2 separate regions of the Rattus norvegicus genome follow, and region 1 is linked to region 2. Evidence: chromatin contacts called from public Hi-C data. All regions are on one chromosome and are shown on one strand. The core of a region is the stretch at or near the end of the contact, and the rest is flanking DNA. Distances in the headings are between cores, read along the strand shown. Region 1 has its middle 23 kb from the start of Dusp5. Region 2 has its middle 31 kb from the start of Smndc1.

Region 1 (5,359 bases), core at 2,442-4,941, 82 kb before region 2:
AATATTTTTAAAAATGGAGGGGGAGCAGATAAGTTATTTCTGTCCTGACCACTCCCTGTGTATTTCTAGAACATTCGTGTGATACAGATATCGGCTCTGTCCGTGACCTGTAAAGAATGGAAATCAGCCACACACTTTTGGGAACCAAAGAAGGATGTGTGTCCACAGATCTTGCCTGTGAGTGTGCCTCCAAAAGTTCCATGTGGCTTTAAGGCAAGGGAAACCAGTCACCCAAACCCTGTTATGGCCACATGTGGCCTCCAGCAGCCCTCTTCAGACTCCCAAGCGTGTTGACTGTCTCTTCAGGCCCATGCTGGGTCTGAGGTGTTTTCACACACCATCTCTGCCTTTGCCTTCCTCCTTCTCCACAGACAGTATAGTAGCCAGGTCACAGGAGCAACCTGACAAACGTTTGTCCCCTTCTGTCCATCCTTTGTACAGCTGTCAGGGTGAACTAGCTAAGTAGTAAACAGTAAGGTTCAGTGCTTAGTTCCTGACCAAGCTGGGCATAAGAGCATCTACCTAGGATCCTATGCTGGAGAGATGGAGGCAGGGTCATCTTCAGGTCTAAGGCTAGCCTGGGCTACATGAGAAAGGCAATTCAGGTGGGGGATAACTGTAATACCAGGACTTGCTTGGGAGGTGAGACAGAAGGATCAGGAATCTAAGTCATCTTCGGTCACTTAGGGAGTCAGAAGACAACCTGGGCTGCGTGAGCAACTATTTGAAAGGACGGAAGGAAGGAAGGGAGGAAGGAAGGAAGGAAGGAGGGAGGAAGTGGGGGAGGGAGGAGGTGGGGGAGGGAGGAGGTGGGGGAAGGAGGGAGGGAGAAGGGAGGGAGGGAGGAAGGAAAAAAGGAAAGAAGGAAAATAAAGAAGGAAGGAAGAAAAAAAGGAAGGAGGGAAGGAAGGAAAAGGAAAGTTAAGTTTACCTTGTAGATCATTGCTTTTAGAATAAAACACAAACTCAGCACCATGACAAAGATGCATGGCGGCCCTGATCCTCTTCTCTGTTATCACTCCCCACTGCCTATCACTTCTCTGCTCCAACCACCTTTTCCCTGTTCCTGCCCCCGGGTCTCTGCATTCCTTGTTCTCAGTAGTCGGAATGCCTCTTCCTGGTTCTTCTCATAATTGTACCTCACCAGTTCCCAGTCAAATGTCACCTTTTCAGAGAGACCTCCCTGGCTACACTGGCACAGAGGATGCCCCTCCCCTAAATCCAGCTGCCACTCTGCCCCGCCCCCCTACCCAGACTTATTTTCTTCATGGTAGCTGTCAGCTTCAATAGTTGCTTGACTGACTTGGGTTCTGATTGTTTCCCATAGACCATCAATGCTGGAGGCACGGGGGCATTGCTGATGTTAATCTCTCCTGTGCCCAGACCTGTGTCTGGAGAGGGATGCCACTGCTGGGAGTGGTAACCGTGTGGAGCACTCACAGGTGCTCCAGGCTGGCAGACTCTCTCTTGTTTACTTGTATGCAGAAGCCTTGAGTTCTGCAGCTGGGAGCAGGGCAGGCTGTGGGTAGCAATAGCAACTTTGCTATAAGTCTGTTGTTCCAAAGTTGTGCAGAAGCACATCCAGCGGGGGCCGTCTCCTGCCCACCTTCCTGTTCTGGGAAGCAACTCGAGTTCCTGGGAGAGACTCTCCCTAGAGAGAGGGTTGGCCAGGAAAATAGCTAGTGCCTGGGAAGGGGGAGGGGAGAAACCAACAGGAGGGGAGAGACAGAGGGGAGGGGAAGGAATGTTTTGGGGAGAAATGACCTGTCTCTAAGAGAAGACATAAGACTGGACCAGAGAAGATGGACATCGGGGAGGCTGTGACAGGCGGAATCGTCACCGCTGTGCCCAAGCTCACCGTGTGCACCCAGAGAACATAAGTGGATTCTTACCAGGATCACAGCATAGAGGGGCTGAATGGGCTGTGTCCAGACTACCTCAGGCAGCATTCTCTGCCTTATTTATCTTCCAATACAACCCCTCAGGCTAATTCCATGCCCCCACCTCCCCCTACTCCATGCCTGTGACAAGGTCTAGCTATGTTACCAAGATGGTCTTGAACTCTTGGGCTCAAGCAATCTCTCCCCTTATCTTCCCAACTAGCTGAGGCTATAGGTGTGTGCCAGCTTGGGCAACTACTCTTGGCACGTTCTTCTGGTCGAGGAAACCTGGGTACAGGAAGGAATCCTGCCGAGGTCTCACTGTCAGCTCCAGGGCTCAGATGCATAGTGCGATTTTTGCACCACAAGTTTTGAGGCTTCTACGACCTTCCCAGGATTTATTACTTTGGTTATCTCTGCCTTGCTTCCTTGCGGTTACCAGAAATAAAGTTACATGAAGAAGAAATGATGTCGTGGTTGGTTTGGGGACAATGGGGTTAGGAGGAAATAGGACCACTAAGGTCTGTGACGGAATCTAGGAGGACCCTATAAAGACCACCCAGGAAGGGAGAGAACCAGGCCAGATCACAAACTGCACTGTTAGCCAGGCTGTGGCATGACTGGGTCTCTACCGACTTGTGAGGACTTGGCTCTAGAGAAGGACTTAGCAGGAACTGAATGGAGCCCTGCTTGGCACGGACTGTCCTCATCCTGGGTCTTGGGCCTACCCTCAACTCCCAGCTTCCCTGTTGGAGGACAATCCCAGCCTGCGGGATTTTCCTGGAAAGCCAAACACCCTGGGAGAAAGCAACAGGCACAGGATGCATCTGACTCAGGACAGACTTAGAGCCACTTCCCCAGGATGCCAGGTTGGGGGACCAGACTCCTGCTCTGCCACTGGGGTGGTGGTATTGACGGTGGTGATGGTGGTGGTGGTGGTGGTGGTGGCCATGGCGGTGGCGGCGGCAGTGGCGGCGAAGCTTCTCCCTAGAATCTGCAGAGAGGCCATGTGGAGTCCCTATGACCTACTCAAAACATGTGTGGGTGTTCCGGATGTTTCGGTGTACACCTTTAACCCCAGCCCTTGGTAGGCAGAGGCAAGCAGATCTCTCTGTAAGTTGGAGGCCAGCCAGAGCTAACACAGTGAGCCTTTCCCCCACTCCCTCCAAAAAAGCGGGTGAGTAAACCCCAGGAGCTGAACCAGACCCAGGAAGGAACGGGAATGGAAGGAAGGGAGAAACACGCCATCTAGGCTGGAGGCTGGGCCTGGCAGAGGCTGGCTGGGTTAGAGAGGTAAGAACCGGGTGTACTTCATTATGCTCTGTCATTTGAGGCTACACCTCTGTCGCAGAGCTGATCGACTTTAGAACTGGACGAAGGCAGTACTGTCAGGGCCTGGTGTTCTGGCGAAGGCCATCTGGGGTCTGCAGGTGCCTTCTCCCTTGGCCCACTCCCAGCTCAAGCCCCTTCCCAGCCTTCCCTCCCGTGCTGTTCCAGAGTGACCACAGAACAGCTCAGGCTGGGTGCTGAGTCATAAGACCACAGCGCCTGCCAGAGGGTGAGAGTGACAGATGGCTCTACGAGGGCATGGGGTGGGGGTGGGGGTCCGCGCGGGGTTACGGGAGGCAGATGGAGGGAGCAGTGGCCTTGGACCCAGCAGGGATTCAAAGAGGTGACCTGGGAGGTATGCCCAGTCCAACTACAGCCCCCTCCTCCCTTCCCCTGTTCCACGCCTCTACCAAGGAAGCTCGTCACTGCTTCAGCCACCAGCCTGGCTGGGGATTAGAGTGGAAAGTAATGGAAAGAACACGGAGCCTGCAGCCCTAGCCCCGGAGCTTCCGCCCGCCAGGCTGGGTCGTCTGTGGGAGGCAGAACCTAGCTCTGTTTATCCAGGCCACGCTCTTCCGGAGCAGATGGGCGCCTGTCATTGCTGCCAGCCAGGAACTGGGCTGACGCCCTCTTACTGCCAAGTGGCAAGTGGCTCGAGGGCTTGGAGGGGCGCATGTTTGATTTGGCTACTCACGAGGGGAAGTCTTTCTGGCTGAGAGCTGCCTGCACACCTGAGTGAGCACAGTCTCCAAGGAGCATGGATCACAGGACACAGTAGGAACTCCGACCCAAAGAGGCCCAGCCTTTTCAGTGGCTGGGACCCGGCCGCTCAGGGGACTTTCTGTGGCATACTACAGTATCAATCTGCCACAAGTTAGGTGGCATAGAAATAATCTCCCAATTCTGAAGGCCAGCCTTTAAACCAAGGGGCATCTTGGGTTCCTTTGGAAGGCCCAGGAAGAGTTTCACCGCACGACATTGATTTCTGGTAGCTGCCAGAAATTCGTGTTTCCTTGCTTGGAAATCTAGTCACGCCAAACCTCCGCTTCCGTTATCCCTCAGCAACTCCTTTTCTTTTTACTACATCTGTCTGTCTGTCTGTCTGTCTGTCTGTATGCATGTATGTCTGTGTCAGTCCATCGTCTGTCCATCTGCCCATCTGTCCGTCCACCTGTCCATCTGTCCATCCGTCCGCCTGCCTGTCTGTCTAGTGTGTGCAGAGAGGATATACATGCAGGGGTAGCCTGTGTGTGGAGGTCAGAGGACAACCTGGTATGGTCGGTTCTCTCCGTCCACAATGCAGGTTCCATGGATGGAATTCAGGTCTTCTGTTTTGGAAGCAAGCAGCTTTGCCCACTGAGCCAGCATACTAGTCCAGCAGTTTCTCTTTTTTTAAAAGTAAGGACATTAGTCCTATGGGGTCAAGGGCCCATCGTGTGCCTTGCTCTAGGTAAGAGTTCTTTACCAGCTTCCGAGGTCTCCTGGAATCAGAGCAGGGACATAAATGGGAACAGAAGCACACCCTCTCTCCTGCTATATACAGTTAAGGAGAGGAACGTCTTTGGGAACCGTCTGGACAAGAAGCGGGGTTTGCCCTCTTTAGTGGTAGGCAAGAGAGGTGTATTAGAATACAGTGGGCAACTGAGATTGGCTCAATTAGAAGGGACCTGAGGGCTATGCCAACTAACTCAAGGGCTTGGTGGGCCAAGGGGCCTAACTTCCTGTCTAGTTGTTGACGTGTCTGGGACTTGAACTCTGCTCATCCTGGACTGAGACCAGCCGAAGTTCCCATCTTCATCAGAATAAGAAGCAGCACTGTTGTGTTGGGCTGGAGGAGGGAAAGTGGAGAAGATCTCACCAGTCCCTCAGCTCCTTGGTCCTGCCTCCAAGTCTTGTGGTTCTTAGAGGGAGACAGGGAGAAACTATGAACAGGGACTAATTAACAAACTGGTGTCCCTGGCCCCTGGCCTGGTCCCTGGCATACAGTTAGCAGCAGGGGATACTTACTGAACAGCAATAGCAAAGGCAGAAAGGCCTGCGGTAACTGTCACGGCCCTCCCACTCTCCAGCATCCCCTCTCCCTAAGAGGATGGGATCCCAACCTCCTCAGTCTGAAGGGACTCAGCCGTAGGATCTGTCTTTTGCTCAGT
Region 2 (5,161 bases), core at 191-2,690:
CTGGGTCCTTCTTTATCAATTAACAATTGAGATCATTCCCCCCCATAGAGATGACTACCAGCCAATCTGATCTGGGCAATCTCTCAACTGAGACTGCCTTCTTGGGTGACTCTTGGCTGTGTCAACTTGGTAGTTAAAGCTGAGACATGTGACTTTGGACTTTGGCTCCTGAAATAAATGCCCTCTGTCCCTCATTTCTGAAATCTTTTTTTTTCTTTTTTCTTTTTTTTCGGAGCTGGGGACTGAACCCAGGGCCTTGCGCTTCTAGGCAAGCGCTCTACCACTGAGCTAAATCCCCAACCCCTTCATTTTGAAATCTTAGACAGGCCTGAATGTAGCTGGGTGTTTGCTTCAACTTCTAGGTCACGGAGGAATGGTGAGTGGTGTCCAGTCCCTCAAAGCTGAGGTTCCATCCAGCAAAGGCACACATCCAAAGTGGACTCTCTGGAGTTCTAGGTCTTCTGCCGTTCTTTAACAGCCTATTGGATCTGTGAGGGCACCTTGTCCCCACTTCCGATCCCAGCTAGCCTGCCCCCTAAGGGTTGAGGGATTGTCAGTCAAGGTTATAAGCATAGGTTTCCCCAGAGGGTTGCAGGTACCAAAGCAGGATTAAGGAACTCGAACAGGTCCTTCTGCCTTCTGGGTTTGCCTGCAAATAATGGCGCTTCGCAGAGAGCAGTCTAGTATTCACATGATTTTCCCCCCATTTAGTTTGAAGTGGAATATATTCTTTTTTTTTTTAAACCTGACGCCCACAACTTCACGGCTGCAGCTGTGTATAACTCTCTCACACAAGGAAGGAACCCTGACCAAATTCTTCATCCTTCCTCTTATTTCTCTCAGTGTTGGGATGGTAGAGGTGGGGTGAAAGACTTATGCCAACAAAGAAAACAGTGAGGTACAACCCGTTTTCTCCTCCGAGGCTCCTGCGGGGGTTGGGGTTGTTGGGGAGCCCTGATACCCACAGCTGGGGACCAGCCTGCCCTTAGCAGTCAGCTTCTCTCCTTTCCCCAGCAGCAGCAGGCGTAGTCTGACCATGAACATCAGGAAACAGCAAGTGCAGGGGGCAAGTGAGTTCAGTTCCGTAGGTAGGTGTCTGCTCTTAGATACTGCCTGATTCCTCCTCAGTACGCTCCGCTTCCTTCCTCCCGCCCACCTCAGGTGAAAAGAAGAGCACGAAATTCTTTTGCCTCTTTGCAGCCGCCAAGTCTTTAATTTTCTGGCACCAGTCGCCTTCGCGGGAGGATGAGAAATGTACTGGTAGGATATTCAGGAAGTTGAAGGTAGCTGATTGGTGCTAATGGGTGTGGGGCGTGCCTTGTCTCTGTCCCAGTCTCTCTACTTAATCGCAAGAGGCTTTTCAGCAGAGTCCTACAGCCTGGGCAGACTTGAGCGGTCCCTCACGGCCTGGCTGAGTAGTCTCTGAGCGTCGTGATAGGGGCCCACAACATCCCCTCCCACCTTACTCAGATGGTGACTCTGACTTAGATCACTGCACCGTGGCTTGAGCACTTTGTGCTCCGGAAGAGGTTTTGCTCTGTCATTGCTCTCCTCCTCCAGAGGCCAGTGCATCAAAAGAGAGTCAGCACCCTGTAAATAGTTGTGTTCCTAGGTGAGTGGCAGGTGTCACACACGCATGTGTTGCTTGCTGTGACGAAAATGCAATTCGTAAGTAAAAAAAAACAGTTGGTTCTTTGTTACAGCATTCCACACTGGGCTCCATCCAGCATGACTCCATACCTTGGGCTGGGGGTGGGGGAACCACTGAATACCTAGGATTCCTAAAGGTGAGAGAGACTTAGAGGGGGGGTTCGGGGGCGGGGGGGGGGTGCTTACGCAACCCAGTAGGCAATCTGCCTCTGACTACTATACACTAGTTCTGTGAACTCTAGTACTTGATCTCTTGTTATCCCTAGTTTCCTCATGAGTAACATGAGAACTTAGTAATAACTAATCTTATGCGTAAAGCATCTAAAATGTTGGCTAGCACACCATAAGCATGGTACAAATCTGCTATTATGAACACTAAATGTCACTCTGAAGAGTCCCTTACTAACTGTAACTAGGAACTGTGATTCCTTTTCTTTAGTTTTCAGAGAGAGAGAGAGAGAGAGAGAGAGAGAGAGAGAGAGAGGGAGGGAGAGAGGGAGGAAGAGGAAGAAGAAAAAGAAAAAAAATGAAAGAAAGGAAAATATTTTTATTTTATTTTTATAAAATTTATTTTTGTGGCAGGGTGTCACAGCACACACTTAATCCCAGTACTTGGGAGACAGAAGTAAATGGATCTCTGTGAGTTTGAGGCCAGCCTGGTCTACATAGTGAGTTCTAAGACAGCTGTGCTCAGAGGTCTACTTACCCAGTGAGTGGCAGTCTGCCCAACTTGTACTTGGTGGGAGACATCCCTCTACTCTTTCCCTGCTCTCCCTGTGGAAGACCCCCAACTTAAAAAAATTATATATAATACATATATAATATTGTGTACATATATGTATACATACATGTGAATGAGTGTTTTACCTATATAGTGTGTGCACTACATGTGTGTGCAGTGTTCAAGGAGTCTAGACAGGCAGTTAGGAGGAGCCATGTAAGTGTGAACTTGGCTTCTCCTTTTTTAAAAAGATTTATTTATTTATTTCATGTATATGAATGCACTGTCACTGTCTTCAGACACTCAAGAAGAGGACATTGAATCAGCATTACAGATGGTTGTGAGCCACCATGTGGTTGCTGGGAATTGAACTCAGGACCCCTGGAAGAGCAGTCAGTGCTCTTAACCGCTGAGCCATCTCCCCAGTCCGATCTTGGGTTCTCTAGAGGAATCCCAAGTGCCCATAGCAACTGAAACATTTCTCCAGCACCTGTTTTTATTCTTTTTAATTATGTGTATGTATGTGCGGGTATGTGCACATATGCATTTGTGTGTGACTGTGGAGAACAGAGATGTTGAGTTTTCCTGGAGCTGGAGTTAGAGGTAGTTGTGAACTGCCTGACATGAAGTCAGTCCCAATTTTAAGACATTCAGTCTTTGGACCCCAGTGGAGCCATCTGGTGGAGAGTGTCAAACGTGAAGCACTTCAGCTCTTACCGGTCTCAATTTCCACCATGACTACTCAGCTCTCCTGTTGGAGTGTGGAAGTAGCCTCAGACGGTATGGAAATGATGAAGGAGGCTGTGTGCTAATAAAACTTTATTGACAAAAACAGAAAGCAGGCCATGTTTATCCAGCAGGCCATAGTGTGCCCACTCCTGACCTGTGGTAATTCCTCTGACAGACATTGTCTCCATCCGTTCTTTACCATAACATTTTCTTCTGCCGTAAAGCTTACCTATGGGTCTGAGTGCTCACTTCCTCTAAGAGGAAACACACACAGAAGTGGAAACTGGGGGGGAGGGGGGGTGAAAACTGGGAAGAAATTTTTAATCTGTTTCCTCTTGCCTATAGCAGGGATATAACCCACAGAAAAGATGAGTCCGAAGCCAGGAGATAGGTCTGTGGAAACCGACTTCCTTCTGGAAGTTTGTCTTTCTTCTATTGGTCCATCTTTACTGCTAGTGTGGGGCTTCCGGTAGGACCCGATTCCCAGAATTCCATTTTACTACCTTTTCTAAGAAGCTGGCTGAGACAAGCCCCCCCCCCCCCCGCGATACAGCTCCACCCACCCACCCGGAGCTGAGGACTGAACCCAGGCTTTACGACTTATGAGGTGACAAAAAAATCCAAGTTCAAGGCACGGGGCAGCCGCTTCATGAGTCTGAGCAAAGAGCTTGAGAAGTCTGTCGGGCTGGAAACGTAGGTGAGTCGGAGTGTTGGAGTAGCATGCGTGAGGCCCTGGGTTCTGTCCAGCTGGAATCGTATAGAACGGACCACAGTGATACATACGCCAGCCCTAGGTAGACAGATGCAAGATGACCAGAAAGAAGTTCAAAGTCACCCTCATCCAGCCTGGGAGAAATGAGTTTTTTGTTTTTTTTTTCCCTTAGGAAAAGTAAAAAGGAAGGAAGGTCAAGTCTGGAGACTGGAGCATGTTTTGACTTGCTCTACAAGATAGTTTGAAATCACACATGGATTTGACTAGCCAGTTGGCACACGGAGTCCTGTCTGTCTGATATCCTATGAGTCCTCCTCCTGACGCCTAACACTGATCCTCAGTACCATCTAAGGCTTCTCTGGGCAACTGCTGGTCCGAGTTCTGCCCTGCTACTCACCCTGTGCAGCACTGAGAGACGGCTCTGGGGGTGGGAAGGTGCAGTCTGAGATGTGAGGAAGCCGAAGTTAGCTTCTGGGCCCCCAGTGGCCACTGGAGAACCACACAGAGAAGTCGGAATGAACTGTTGGGTGTCCATAGGTCCACGATGGGGCGGGGACCGGGCGCTCCCAAACTCCTGGACATCTTGGCGTCTGCCTATTAGAGAGCAGATTCAGGGGCAGAGGGATTGGGGGGAACGGGAGCTCTGGCTTAGCTCAGCGGTGATGTCCTTAGCTTGGTGGCGGTTGTGGCTGGGAGCACAGTGAGGCCTTCTAGGAGTGAATTAAGCTGCAGCCAGTAGCCAATAGTCTAATGCCTTCTCCATGGCTCCCCATGGCGGATCTTGATGAAAGAGACAGTCCGGTTCTAAAGTGTTTATTGACTATTCATTGTGGAAAATGGATGCATACCATGCCAACTTCACAGGGTGGACCAGAGATTAAATCCCTTTTGCAGGGAGGAATGGGAAGGGAAGCTTATTGGCCAAACCTCCAGGGCCTCTAGGTACCTCATTAGCATGGAGATCTCTGTCCTGGGCCAATGTGACCTTAGGTCACATTTCCTTATGTGGGGGGTGTGGCACATGTTCCAGGCCAGGAATTTGTCATGGAGTGGGAAGTTTCCTAAGTCTCAGGTGTGTACCCACCAAGTCTCCCGGTCTCAACCCGCTCTACCCTACTAAGCTTCTTGGCGTGGTTTTACGTACCATAGGCAACTACCATCACTTTCTAGGGGTTGTGGTGAATGGATCCATTTTGATAAGGTCCTAAGAGGTTATTATTAATTATCTAGGCTATAGTGTCCCTGGACCTGTGACTCTTGTGGGAATGTTTTCTGTTTCAGTATGATGTGTTTCCCCAGAGATTGTTGGATATTTAATGATTGACCAGCTATATCCTCTGTGGGGATTA

The links. A called contact is a pair of places that touch in the nucleus more often than the background predicts.
Region 1: a contact with region 2 is called in a Hi-C map of liver, with 1.9 times the contacts expected there. The contact joins two enhancer-like sites. A contact is called at or near these places in 2 of 12 Hi-C or Micro-C datasets (kidney and liver).

What each region holds. Positions count from the first base shown.
Region 1 is chr1:262,518,558-262,523,916 of GRCr8, reverse strand. No RefSeq gene overlaps it. Among named protein-coding and RNA genes, the nearest start is that of Dusp5, 23 kb to the left of the region's middle. Within about 2 kb of position 3,691, at least 19 of the 93 cell types and tissues checked have an H3K27ac peak or open chromatin away from gene starts, as enhancers often do. A contact at or near this core is called in liver, where this site is marked.
Region 2 is chr1:262,434,875-262,440,035 of GRCr8, reverse strand. No RefSeq gene overlaps it. Among named protein-coding and RNA genes, the nearest start is that of Smndc1, 31 kb to the right of the region's middle. Within about 2 kb of position 1,440, at least 27 of the 93 cell types and tissues checked have an H3K27ac peak or open chromatin away from gene starts, as enhancers often do. A contact at or near this core is called in liver, where this site is marked.